Regions from separate parts of the Sus scrofa genome. Here region 1 is linked to region 2. A link is a contact called in public HiChIP or PLAC-seq data. All regions are on one chromosome and are shown on one strand. Each heading gives the region's core, a stretch centred on a gene start, on an enhancer-like site or on the middle of the called end of the contact. The rest is flanking DNA. Distances are from core to core; before and after follow the strand shown.

Region 1 (5,578 bases), core at 1,013-3,512, 200 kb before region 2:
CGTGCCAGCTGCCCGGGCCGCCTGCTCCCAGGTGCTCCCAGGTCATGCTCTTTGGTCATTTCAGGTGCGCAGTGGAGACTGGGCTGTGACACCGGTCTCTGTCCCTGCCTGGCAAGGGGCCCTGTGCTGGTGGCCGGCTGCCCGGGCACGTGGCCTCGGGGGGCGGGGGTGGCGCAGAGCGAGAGGAGACACCGTGCGCTTGGCCTTGCGCTGAGATGGCCAACCAGGCTGGCGGCCTCGGCGGGACTGCTCAGTACCCTTGGCACAGTCCGGGAACGGAACCAGCAGCTCTATCTCCTGCTCATTTAGACTAAACACAGCCACATGAAAGAAAAATATTCTCGAAGTTGGCATTATATTAAGCGGGTCTGTTATGAAAAAAGAAATTGGCCAACAAAGGGAACAAGATTAGGAGCCAGCGAGGGTTCCGACTTGGCTGGGCACCCGGCCCTTTTTCCTGTTCATCTGTGTGTCCAACGTTCCTGAACAGGACAAGTTCTAAATTGAGCCCTGTCCTAGAAAGGGCGTGGCCCCTCTGCTCCTTCCTTGGCTTTAATCCACTTATCTGTCATCTCCGTTTCCTCAAAGTTTGGACTTTTTTCATTTCCTTTGGAAGATTTCAAAATTGGTTTTGAAATTGGCCCACAGCGAAACCCACTTTTCTGGTGTGTCATTCTGGGTTGGGACATGTGCTGGGAGCTGCATCTTCCCAAGTCGCTGGGCTGTCCTCCTGCCGTCAAGCCCCCTCCCCAACCTCTGCGGACGCCCGAGCTTCCTCCAGCTTCTTGTCCCGCCTCTCCTGGACGGTCACAGTGAGGCGCTCAGCGCCTCCTCTCCAGAGTGGCTCTGTGATCCACTGCCCAGCTGCGTGTCGGGACCATGTGACCTGTCTGGTGTAGCTGCCACCACGGCCCTTAGCCATGCACTCCCTGAAGGGCGCCTGAACTGTGTCCAGAGGTTGGCCAGTGTGACTCAGGCTGCCAGAATCATTCAGGTATGGCTATTTGGTGTGTGGACTTGTTTTCGTGAATACCCACGAATGAGATCACCGTACCTTCCCAAAGAGGCCTGGGGGAAGGTCACTGCTGTCCCCACTACACTGTCCTCAGAGGCCGGCTCCAGGGCAAGGACCACCCCTGAGTGGCTGCTTCCTGCAGGTGGAGGTTCCTCTCCTCCCTCACCTTCCCCCTCAGATCTGTCCTCGAGGCTCAGGGGCCCACCTCGTTGGTACACCTCGGCTGTGTCCCTGCCAATGCAGCCTGGGTCCCCTGGCTCCAGGCTGACCGAGCTTGGCACCAGGCCTCGCACCTCATGGCCTTTGCACGTGCCTGTCCTCCCGGCTCCAGCTGCTCTGGGGACCTTCTCCTGACCCTGACCCTGACCAGGGGCTCACAAAGCTGCTCCAACCACAGCACTCACTGAGCTGGTCGCTGGGGCCCGGTCTTGTCAGAGCCTCTGTCCCCAGCCTCTGCCACAGCACTGGGCACCCAGAACGTGCTCGTGTCTGCTCCACGAATGAACGAGGGCTGTGCCGTCACCCAGCCCTGCCCGGCGACAAAGTCGGCTTCCTCCGGTCTCCTGTTTTCCGACCATCAGAAGCAGCGCGTGACTGCGGAGGCATTTCCACAGTGGAGTGTCAGTGGTGATTCTGTGGCGGGCCCGCGGCCCTCTGGTCCTGCCTCCCCCCAGGTCCCTAAGTCACGCCATCACGTCAAAATGCGTCGCCCACCACCTCAGCTCTCGTCCACCCTCCGCGCCAGAACCGACGCCCTTCCGAGAGTCGGTTCTACCTGACGGTCTGGTTTTATCTGCATTGTCAGCGAGGATGCTTTCCAGGCCTCTGGGACGGAACCAGAAAGGGTGGCCCCAGCACCGGCCCGTCGAAACCGCGCGCGGATCACACAGACAGGTGAGACATTGCCTGTTGAAATCTAGACGGGAAACGAGCCAGGGCTCCTCCTGCGGAGCTGGGTCCTGGGACCGTTGGAACCAGGCTCTTCTGAGCACCAGCGACAGCCAGAAGCTGTTGAGCACATCGCTGTGGCTCTGGAGGTGGCAGATTGTGGAGAAGGGGGTGAGTTTGCCAGCGTGGTCTGTACAAAGCCACGAAAGGAAGATTTTTCCACAGTTACGGAAGGTCTCCAGTGTAAAATCAAATTTTAACATCACAGCAACCGAAGACGCCCGGGGACTGCCACTTGGCTACCCCGGGGTCTGAGGGCTCCCTGCAGTTCTGGTGGCCAACACTAGGTGGCAGCCCCTCGTGCTCTTTGGACCAGGGCCCTCCCCACGCTTGGTTTGCAAAGGCCAAGGTCTTGCGAGCGTTTTTGGGTTGGGATGGCCTTCCTCAGTGTCGGAAGGCAGGTCTCGCATTTACCGTGGAGCCAGCCGCCCATGGGGGGAATGCTGGTGAAAATTTTGATGGCAGAATTCCAGTGGTGTCCAGAGAGCTGGTCAAATCCCGTTTTTCTTGTCACAGGGCAGCTGCACTAAATCAATAGTTATTTTATAATTCCCTTCCCTTTCGACTGCTCAAAGGAAAGTGTTTAAATACACAGCCATAGATACAGATACAGAGAGATGATCTGAGGGCCTTTGGAGCCCAGACCCAGCGCAGAGATCAAGGCACTGGACTTGGTCCCGTGTGGGACTAGGTTAGAAGAACAACTAGCATCTCTAGACCAGAGCATGTACTGCCGGCAGCAATTCTCAAGAGTAAACTGGCTTAAGCCCCACAATACCTCTGTGAGGCAGGAACTGTTCTTAGATCCGTTTTATAAGTGGGGAAGCAGAGGCACGAGGTTGGGGGGCCTTAGCTGGCTGGGAGAGGAGGGGATTCCTACCCAGCTTTCCAGAACATTCCAGAGGCCCAGTCACTGCACGTTTGAACCTCCCCGGAGTCAGAGAGGTGACTCTGGACCCTGAATGTATCTTTTTTACTGATCTTCATGAAGCTACAGTCAAGCCCAGAGCAGATGGACAAACTGACTGAGAAACAAACCCGTGTACGCCTGGTTCATGGACATCTATACAACACTGAGCCACCTGCAACCTGCAGCGATTATCCGAAAGCCTGGCTTCTCTGCTTTAACCAGATGCTGCTCAACTGGGGCCATTTCACGGCTCATTAATCCCCCTCCTGCTTGAGAAAGTGACCTGGGCCAGAAAGAAAAGGTGAAACTCAAACGAGGCCATTCTGCTACTTTCAGCAATTCTGCTCAGAAGGTATGTGGGGGTGGGGGGGAGCGGGGGGACAGGGTGAAAGTCTGAGCTATCAAAACACTCTGGGGACAATCAGACATGTCTCTCACCTGCATTCTCTCCAGCTTCCATGAACAGATCCACTGCTGAGGGGCTGTGTTACAAAGATCTGACGGCTTCTGAACCGTGGTGGCAGTTTTTATGGTAAAATGATTGACTTGCTAAGCATTTCCAGAACAAAGGGTTTAGCTGGATCTTTGAGAGAATATGCTTTCAGAGTCAGGGACCACGTGGGAAATTCAAGCATCTGCCTCCCAGGAGAGCCTGTTGTGGTGGGAGGAGCCACATGGCTGACGAGGCTCTGTGCATTAACCACAGCAAGGAACCCAGAGAAGAAACTAAGAAACTGAAGGCCATGCACAGGCCCGGCCATGCCTGATGGGCACCAGGGCCACCCCCACTCCCCCTGCCCCTCACAAGGCAAGAGGGGGAGGGTCAGAACCTGCGGCTACCTGGTTCTGAACAAAACGAAGGGATATAGAAGTGTCTTCAACCCCAATTTTGGGAGAGGCATCGTGAGACAGAATGGTAGTTGTTTCCTAGGATAAGTGTGAGAAGAAAGGAAACTTTGAAAGAGATGCCAGAGGGAAGTGGTGAGAGATGGCAGTGGGTGCTCACAGACGGAAGGGTTCTGGACATTTTCAGGGGGTGATGGGGCCACGTGGGGCTGTGGGGTTCTGACGGTCCACACGTGATGGGGACTGTATTTGTGCAGTGCTGGACACAGTCTCAGCACGTCAGACCATGCGAGGGACTGGGACACGTGCTGGACACAGCCTCAGTGTGCCAGACCACGTGAGGGGACTGGAACACACGCTGGACTATGGACGTGTGACCCTTGTGACCTAGGGAACAACCTGGAGAAAGATCTAGCCCAGCTCCCAAAATGATGACTATGAGTCCTGATGTATCCTGGACCGGTCAGTAGTGGCAGGGCAGCCTGGTGTCCAAGGTCATCAATTCCTCACAATCTATGCTGCCCGTGAAGTCCGATACTGGAAAAGATTAATGCATTCATCTTTTTATGGCTGCGTCTGTGGCATATAGAAGTTCTAGGCTAGAAGTTGAGTCGGAGCTGCACCTGCTGGCCTATACCACAGTCACAACAACTCAGTATCCGAGCCACATGTGTAACCTACACTGCAGGAGGTGACGGTGCCAGATCCTCTACTGAGCGGTCAGGGACCAAACCCGCATCCTCATAGACACCACGTGAGGTTCTTAACCTGCTGAGCCGCGATGGGAACTCTGATGTTGGGAAAGGTTACAGGGCGGACAGTAGAGCCAGATCACAATTCAGTCTTCCCGATTCACAGCTTCGAAAGTCTCTGCCATTTTGGACACTAAGCGCTTCTGCAGAGACGTTATCAATGATAACACCTGCTGCAGCAGGGAATGTTCTGGAGACATGGAGCAGTCAGAGCGCTGGGATGGCAGCATCCCTGGGCTGCCAAGGATGTGGGGGCTGGGGTCAGGGTTAAATCCTGTCAACAGGGCCTCGCGCCCCCGGGAGTCCGGCCTGTCGAAGTTCCTAAGACTCCCAGCTTTGGGGTCATCCTTTGGACCCACACCGAATACACATCCGCAATGAAAAAAGAGAACACACCCCGAGAAACTGATCTTTTTTCAGTCTGGTGGGAAGATAATGGATGGCTCATCCGTCCAGACGGAGACCCGGGGTCCCGGGCGAGAGGAAGCCGGATGACCTTAACCTCCATTCCAGAGCAGTGACTCAGCCGGAGCGCTGGGCTCCGGACGCGGCCGAAAACAGCCTCGAGGACGCTCGCTCTCCACAGCGGGTGTTGGAGGAAAAAGAAAGACCCGTCTCATCCACAAAATGGAAGCCGGCGACCACTGCCCGCGGCCGTGTTTGCAGGGCTACGCGCGGCCCCAGAAGGCACCTGAGGTCCGAGGGAGATCCTAGGGCACCATGTGTGATGAGCGACGACGCACAGGGCCCACTTAATAGGTGGGGCTACTACGGAGAGGGTGGAGATACAGCCCAGGGTGGGATCTGTGGGGAAGCCTCCAGCCTCCTTGGGGATTAGACCACCTGCAGTGCGGTTTCTCCATCACAACCGAGGGCTCAGCATCTCAGGGCGACGAAGCCTGGGGAGCCTTTTATCTGGACATCTTGTCAGGATGCTCCCTTGTGTGCGGTGGCTTTTTTTTTTTTTTTTTTTTTTTTTTTTTTTTTGCTTTCTAGGGCCGCACCTGTGGCATATGGAGGTTCCCAGGCTGAGGGGGGAATTGGAGCTGCAGACACGGCCTGCACCGCGGCCACAGCAATGCTGTAACCCACTGAACAAGGCCAGGC
Region 2 (5,334 bases), core at 2,575-5,074:
GCGCCCAAGTGCCAGGGGCCCAGGGCTCCGTGATGCGGGGACGTGGGTCTGGTTTCAGTTCCGCCAGGAGGTGGGATGTGACATGGCCCATCCTTCCCTGGCTTTTCTGAATCTCACTGCTGCCTTTACGAGATGGGCCAGGTCGTGGGTAGGATGCGGAAGGCAGGAGCCTGAACGTAGGGCTGAGGTCCCGGTACAGGAGTGGGGGCGCCGTGTGCATCAGCAAGTCGGCCTTCTGTGCAGAGTGAGGAGCCCTCCGTCTTGGCTCCTGTGTGGCCCCAGCCACGTGTCCCCCCCTCCACCTCCTGCCCCCCTGATCCGCCCGCTCAGCCACTGGCCCACAGCCCCTTCCACGTGGCTGTTTCACTCCATGGCCGTTTCAGGCATTTGCTGTTTTGCACGGGGTCCTGTGTGCCAGGCACTGTGCTAAGTGGTGACCAGGCGCCCGCTCACCTGGAGCCCACTGCCTGGGCACTGGCCGGGAACGAGGGCAGGGGGCTCCGTGAGGGTTTCCCCCACGCGGCTCGTCATCAAGGAGGGGAGTGGATGGGGACCCCAGGCTGTGCACGCAGGGGACTCTCCGTGACGTCTGAGCTGAATATAACTAAGGGAAGAAAGACGACACTGGCAGCGTTCCCTAGGCAACCAGGAAGGGATGGCCTGGGCACAAAGGGCGGGGGACGCGTGCGTCACTAAGCCGTCATAAGCTGTAGAAAGGCACGGGAGGGGACTTGGGGTGATCCAAGCTGTGTGACCAGGAAACACTGTAAAGCTCCGTGACCCAAGTGTCCTGCGGGATCCGCGGCAGCAATGACGGTCTGGCTTCCTGGTCACAGATTTTGCTTCTGTCACCAGGCATGCATTCTCAGTCCTGTCCCCACTGGGAACCGTTCCTTCCTCAGGAAGACAGTGTTGAGTCGGCCAGCTCCGTGCCTCAGGAGACCTTAGCAGCCCCTGTGGGAACCTTAGGAGCAGCCCTACCAGCTCGGCTCTGATTGTGGGCATTGCTGTGTGGTCACTGGCACCAAGTCAGACTCACTTGATAACTGTTCTTCATTTAGTAAGGATCCCAGCCTCTCTTGTGACTCCTTTAGGGCAGGGAATCCTGGGCTTGCCTTGGGAAGACCCCCATCTTGGAAAAGGGGCCTCCGATCCCTTGTGCCCAGGTCCCGGTTCCCAGACCATCGCCTCAAGGGTTCTTTGCGTGTGGAAACAGAACACTTGCAGGGTTTTTCCTGGCCGGACACGCCCATCAGAAAAGCCACTGGCACGCAGAGCAGATGTGTCTCGACAGGATGGGAAGAAGGTCCTGGAGAGGCCGTGCTGACCGCGCCGCTGGTCGGCTGTCTGCATTCCGTAGGGCTCCTCGGTCATCTAGACCCTGTCGGCCTGGGGATGAGAAACCCGACCTCTTTGATCTGCCAGAGCCCCGTTTACTCTGACGCTCATAAAAGCCATAAAAGTTCCCAGGGCTGGAGCTGATAGCCAGGATGTGTCAGGTCGGGCGGCGGGCCTTTCCCACAGCCCATAGCTAAGGCAGGGGGTGGTGTTGGGAGGCCCTCCATACCCCCGGATTCTTTAAGGTCCTTTCCTAACAGCTGAGCCCTGACGCCCAGTGGCGCTCCCAGGCACAGACGCTGGGGGACGGAGGACAGGTGGTTTCCTGTGTGCTGGAGATGCCACAGAACCGTGAGGGCAGGAACGCCAGTGACCCCCGAGCATGTCGTGAGGGTAACTCGCCCCCCCCATGAACCCAGAGCAACGTGGGATTCGTCCCGTCTGGGAAACGGAGAGGGGCCGGTGGGAGCATTTCAGCGTTTTGAGACTAATGCAGACACTTCCCCAGCCCATCTCACCGTCCGTTACTGTAGAGTCTTCAGCTTTTCCTGACTCTGACTTTAGACGCTTCAGGAATTGTTGCGTCACTCTGTCTGTCTTGGTAGAAGAGGCCTCTGTGAGCGAGGCCAGGAAGGCAGAAGGGAGAAGCGGAGGCGAGACGCCAGGCGCCTCCCCAGGGTCGAGCCGAGGTGGCCTCACGCTCTGTTCTGGCTCTTTTCTCCCAGGTCCCAAGGGCGAAGCAGGAAAAGTCGTGCCCTTGCCTGGCCCCCCCGGAGCAGAAGGACTGCCGGGGTCCCCCGGTTTCCAAGGGCCTCAAGGTACTTTTGGAGTTCAAGTTCACCAGAGGCACAGGGGGAGGTGGGGAGAGAGTGGGGAGGACGGGGGGGTACTCACAGGCTCACGTTTTGCTCACGTTGACTGCTGATCTTTCTCAAAACAGGTGACCGAGGTTTTCCTGGAACCCCAGGAAGGCCGGGCCTCCCGGGAGAGAAGGGTGCAGTCGGCCAGCCTGGAATTGGATTTCCAGGGCCCCCGGGTCCCAAAGGTGAGCCTGCAGGGCAGGGCCAAACTTCGGCCTGGCCCGCGAGGGCCCTGATCCTGGCGTCTGACCCCTGCTGGTCTCTCTCTTTGTCCTCCGTGGATTCTAGGAGAAAAGGGGCAATGGACGTAAACACGCCATGCCTGGAGTTCCCGTCGTGGTTCAGCGGGTTAAGAACTTGACTCGTGTCCATGAGGATGCGGGTTCAATCCCTGGCCTCACTCAGTGGGTTAAGATCTGGTGTTTCCGTGAGCTGGGGTGCAGGTCCTTCCTAGACACGGCTTGGATCTGGTGTTGCTGTGGCTGTGGTGTAAGCCAGCCGCTATAACTCCTGTTGGACCCCTAGCCTGGGAACCTCCATTTGCCGCAGGTGCGGCCCTAAGAAGCCAAAAAGAAAGAAAAAAGAATAAACACACCATACCTGCTAGTAAGCGAGCAGTGGGGGGAGGCTTTCCAAGAGCCGCTGGGAGTGGAGGACAGGGGCTCCAGCCGCCAACGACGGGGTGGTGGCTCCCGGGGCCGTGGGGCGGGGAGGAGCTGGGACAGTGGGACCGCAGGCTGCCCAGGGAGCCGGCAGACGCCCGTTCCCCTAACTGCGCCCTCCAGGGGGTCTCCGTCAGTGAAGGGAGCACACAGCCTGGGCCGGGCTGGCCTGGAAGTTGGGGGACAGTGGGGTGACTGTGAGGAGGGGGCTTTGCTCCGAGGGGAGAGGCGCCGACACTGCGGGGCTGGACCCCCACAGGTACTGATGTTGTAGAACCGGCGCTTCATTCTGAAAACCGTGAGCACATGAGGAGAACAGTGTCCCTGTTTTCGCTGCTTTCTTGGCCTGGCTCCAGGGAGACCGATGTGCAGCCTTCGGTCCAGAGCCCAAAAGGGCTGGGAGCCGCACGGCCGGCAGCCTGGTCCCAGTGCCCCCGCTTCAACTGGAAGATGAGGGACGAGAGGGCGGATGTGGGGAGAAGGAGGGGCAGCAGGTGCTGCGCGCGGTCCTGGCGCCCGGCCGCCCCCAGGCCGGGGGGGTCTTGTCTTCCCTGTTGTTCCCTCGCATGTGCTCAGGTTCATCTGAGCAGGTGTAAGAGGGGAGAGAGGAGGGAGCAGCTTTATTACGTGAATGAGTCTGTGGATTTTTCGAAACAGGTGTTGATGGTTTACCTGGAGATGCTGGACCTCCCGGGAATCCCGGTCGCCAAGGGTTTAACGGCTTACCTGGCAACCCAGGTGCGCCCGGCCAAAAGGTGGGTACCAGGGTTCTCGGATGGCCGTTTCCGCATCCTTGTGATAAACGGGACACGTAAAAGGCGGGTTATTAATCTCACAGAGGGTACTGGGCAGCGTGTTGTGTTTGAACGAAATTGCATCAAATAGCAAATACCAAAGTACCCGGCATGGCACACAGTCGTGTGTGTTTGGGGCTGAATCATTGGTTTCCACTGTGTGTGCCCTTGCGGGTGTGTCCTGGGTCTGTGCACGTGTGTCTCACCGGGAGTGGCGGAAGGAAGCCCCTGTCCCAAGGACGTATCAACCTCCAGGAAGGTGGAGGGCAGCCTTCCTCGGCCTCACGACGCTGCCATTCAGTAATTCCTCGTGGTGGGGGCCGCGCCCGGCATCGTGGGGTCTTTAACAGCCTCCTCCGAGGCGCTAACCCACACATCCCAAAGGAGCACCCCCACACCCGCCCCCCCTTGCGATGGCCAAAAATATCGCCGACTTTACCAAACACGGCCCGGGGACCAAGGGCGCTGGTTGGGGACCCTGGGCTGGTGGCGTCAGGCCCTCCGGGACCTCAGATGCCCTCCCCTCTTGCCAGTCCTGCACTTCCGCCTGCCAGCCCAGCTGACCCTGGTTGGCGCCTTCCTGCTGTGACATAAAGAAGGGGAAGTGCCAGAAGGCCGGTGTCTTACGTGGGAGGAGCCGCAAGCCTTGCGGAGACGCATCTTTGCCAACACAGACCTGGGCGGCTGTTCCCACCCTCGGGGGCGGGGGGCAGGCGGGCGGCTGTGTCTCTGGGACGCGGGGACACTTCCTCCCCAGAAGCGCCTGGCCTGTGGTGTCCCCGCCCCACGTGGCTGGCGTGGATGGAAGCCTTGGGACGGCTGTCTTTTCGAGACACATTGTCACTTTCCCCTGAGGAACCTCACTTGGTGAGAAAGGGAGGCAGCGGTGGCAGCGTGTGGGCGCGAGTTAGTCAGCGCCCAGTGGACCTGGAACCAAGGATTTGGTTTACGCTTTGAAATCTTGGGCTTTTTCAAAACCCCTGGGACGGAGTTCCTTCCAGTTTGCAAATTTCAGCGCGGGGCCAGGTCTCCGGAGAAGTCCCTGCGGCCCGCTCACGCCCACCGGGCCCTCCCTGGAAGGTGTCACCTCCAGGGGATGCCGGGGGGGCTCTGTGACATAGTGTCCATCTTCTGCTCCAATGGGCCTGTGGGTGTTAAATGGGGTGTTTTGAAGGCCCCCTCTTCAGGCCCTCGAAATGCTGCCTTTTTTAAAATCATCTGTATGTGTCGAAGCCCTTTGATTCATGAAATGGCTTTAAATGTGAGTTAAATTTGACGTGAAAGACTTCCTTTAACAAAAAAGGCAGCGAGTTCCCATGCTGGAACTTTCTACCTCTCAAGGTAATGGCTGGCTGGCCACCGATCACGCTGGGCATTGCTCCCGCCACGGAGAGTCAGCTCCTCGCAGACATAGGGCAGCAGAGTCAAGGGGCCCAGACCCTGAGGGAGGAACGCCTACCTCTGAAAGGCGACAAGCTGGATAGGCGGGTGTCGGGGCGGGGCTTGGCTTTCCGCCTTCGGGGAATGCAAATGATAGACATCAGCCCCCCTTGTCCCGGAGTGAGACCGAGGGAAGCCATGGGTGTGAAGAAGCGTCACAGCCTGGAGGGCAGGGTGGATGCTCGTCTTATAAATGCACCTGCAGCATCAGTTATCACTGACGCTCTTGGCCTGATCGCA

The links. HiChIP or PLAC-seq counts read pairs in DNA pulled down with a chosen protein or histone mark.
Region 1: an H3K27ac HiChIP or PLAC-seq map of alveolar macrophages shows a contact between it and region 2. The contact joins two enhancer-like sites. A contact is called at or near these places in 1 of 47 Hi-C or Micro-C datasets (embryonic fibroblasts) and 1 of 2 datasets of contacts at active chromatin or transcription factors (alveolar macrophages).

Annotation. Positions count from the first base shown.
Region 1 is chr11:77,086,240-77,091,817 of Sscrofa11.1, reverse strand. The region is part of intron 4 of COL4A2 (collagen alpha-2(IV) chain); the gene reads right to left. Among named protein-coding and RNA genes, the nearest start is that of COL4A1, 92 kb to the right of the region's middle. Within about 2 kb of position 2,262, at least 14 of the 83 cell types and tissues checked have an H3K27ac peak or open chromatin away from gene starts, as enhancers often do. A contact at or near this core is called in alveolar macrophages, where this site is marked.
Region 2 is chr11:76,885,066-76,890,399 of Sscrofa11.1, reverse strand. COL4A1 (collagen alpha-1(IV) chain) reads left to right here. Exons shown (of 54, transcript XM_021065910.1): 27 at 2,064-2,156; 28 at 2,279-2,383; 29 at 3,518-3,615. Among named protein-coding and RNA genes, the nearest start is that of COL4A2, 110 kb to the left of the region's middle. Within about 2 kb of position 3,824, at least 8 of the 83 cell types and tissues checked have an H3K27ac peak or open chromatin away from gene starts, as enhancers often do. A contact at or near this core is called in alveolar macrophages, where this site is marked.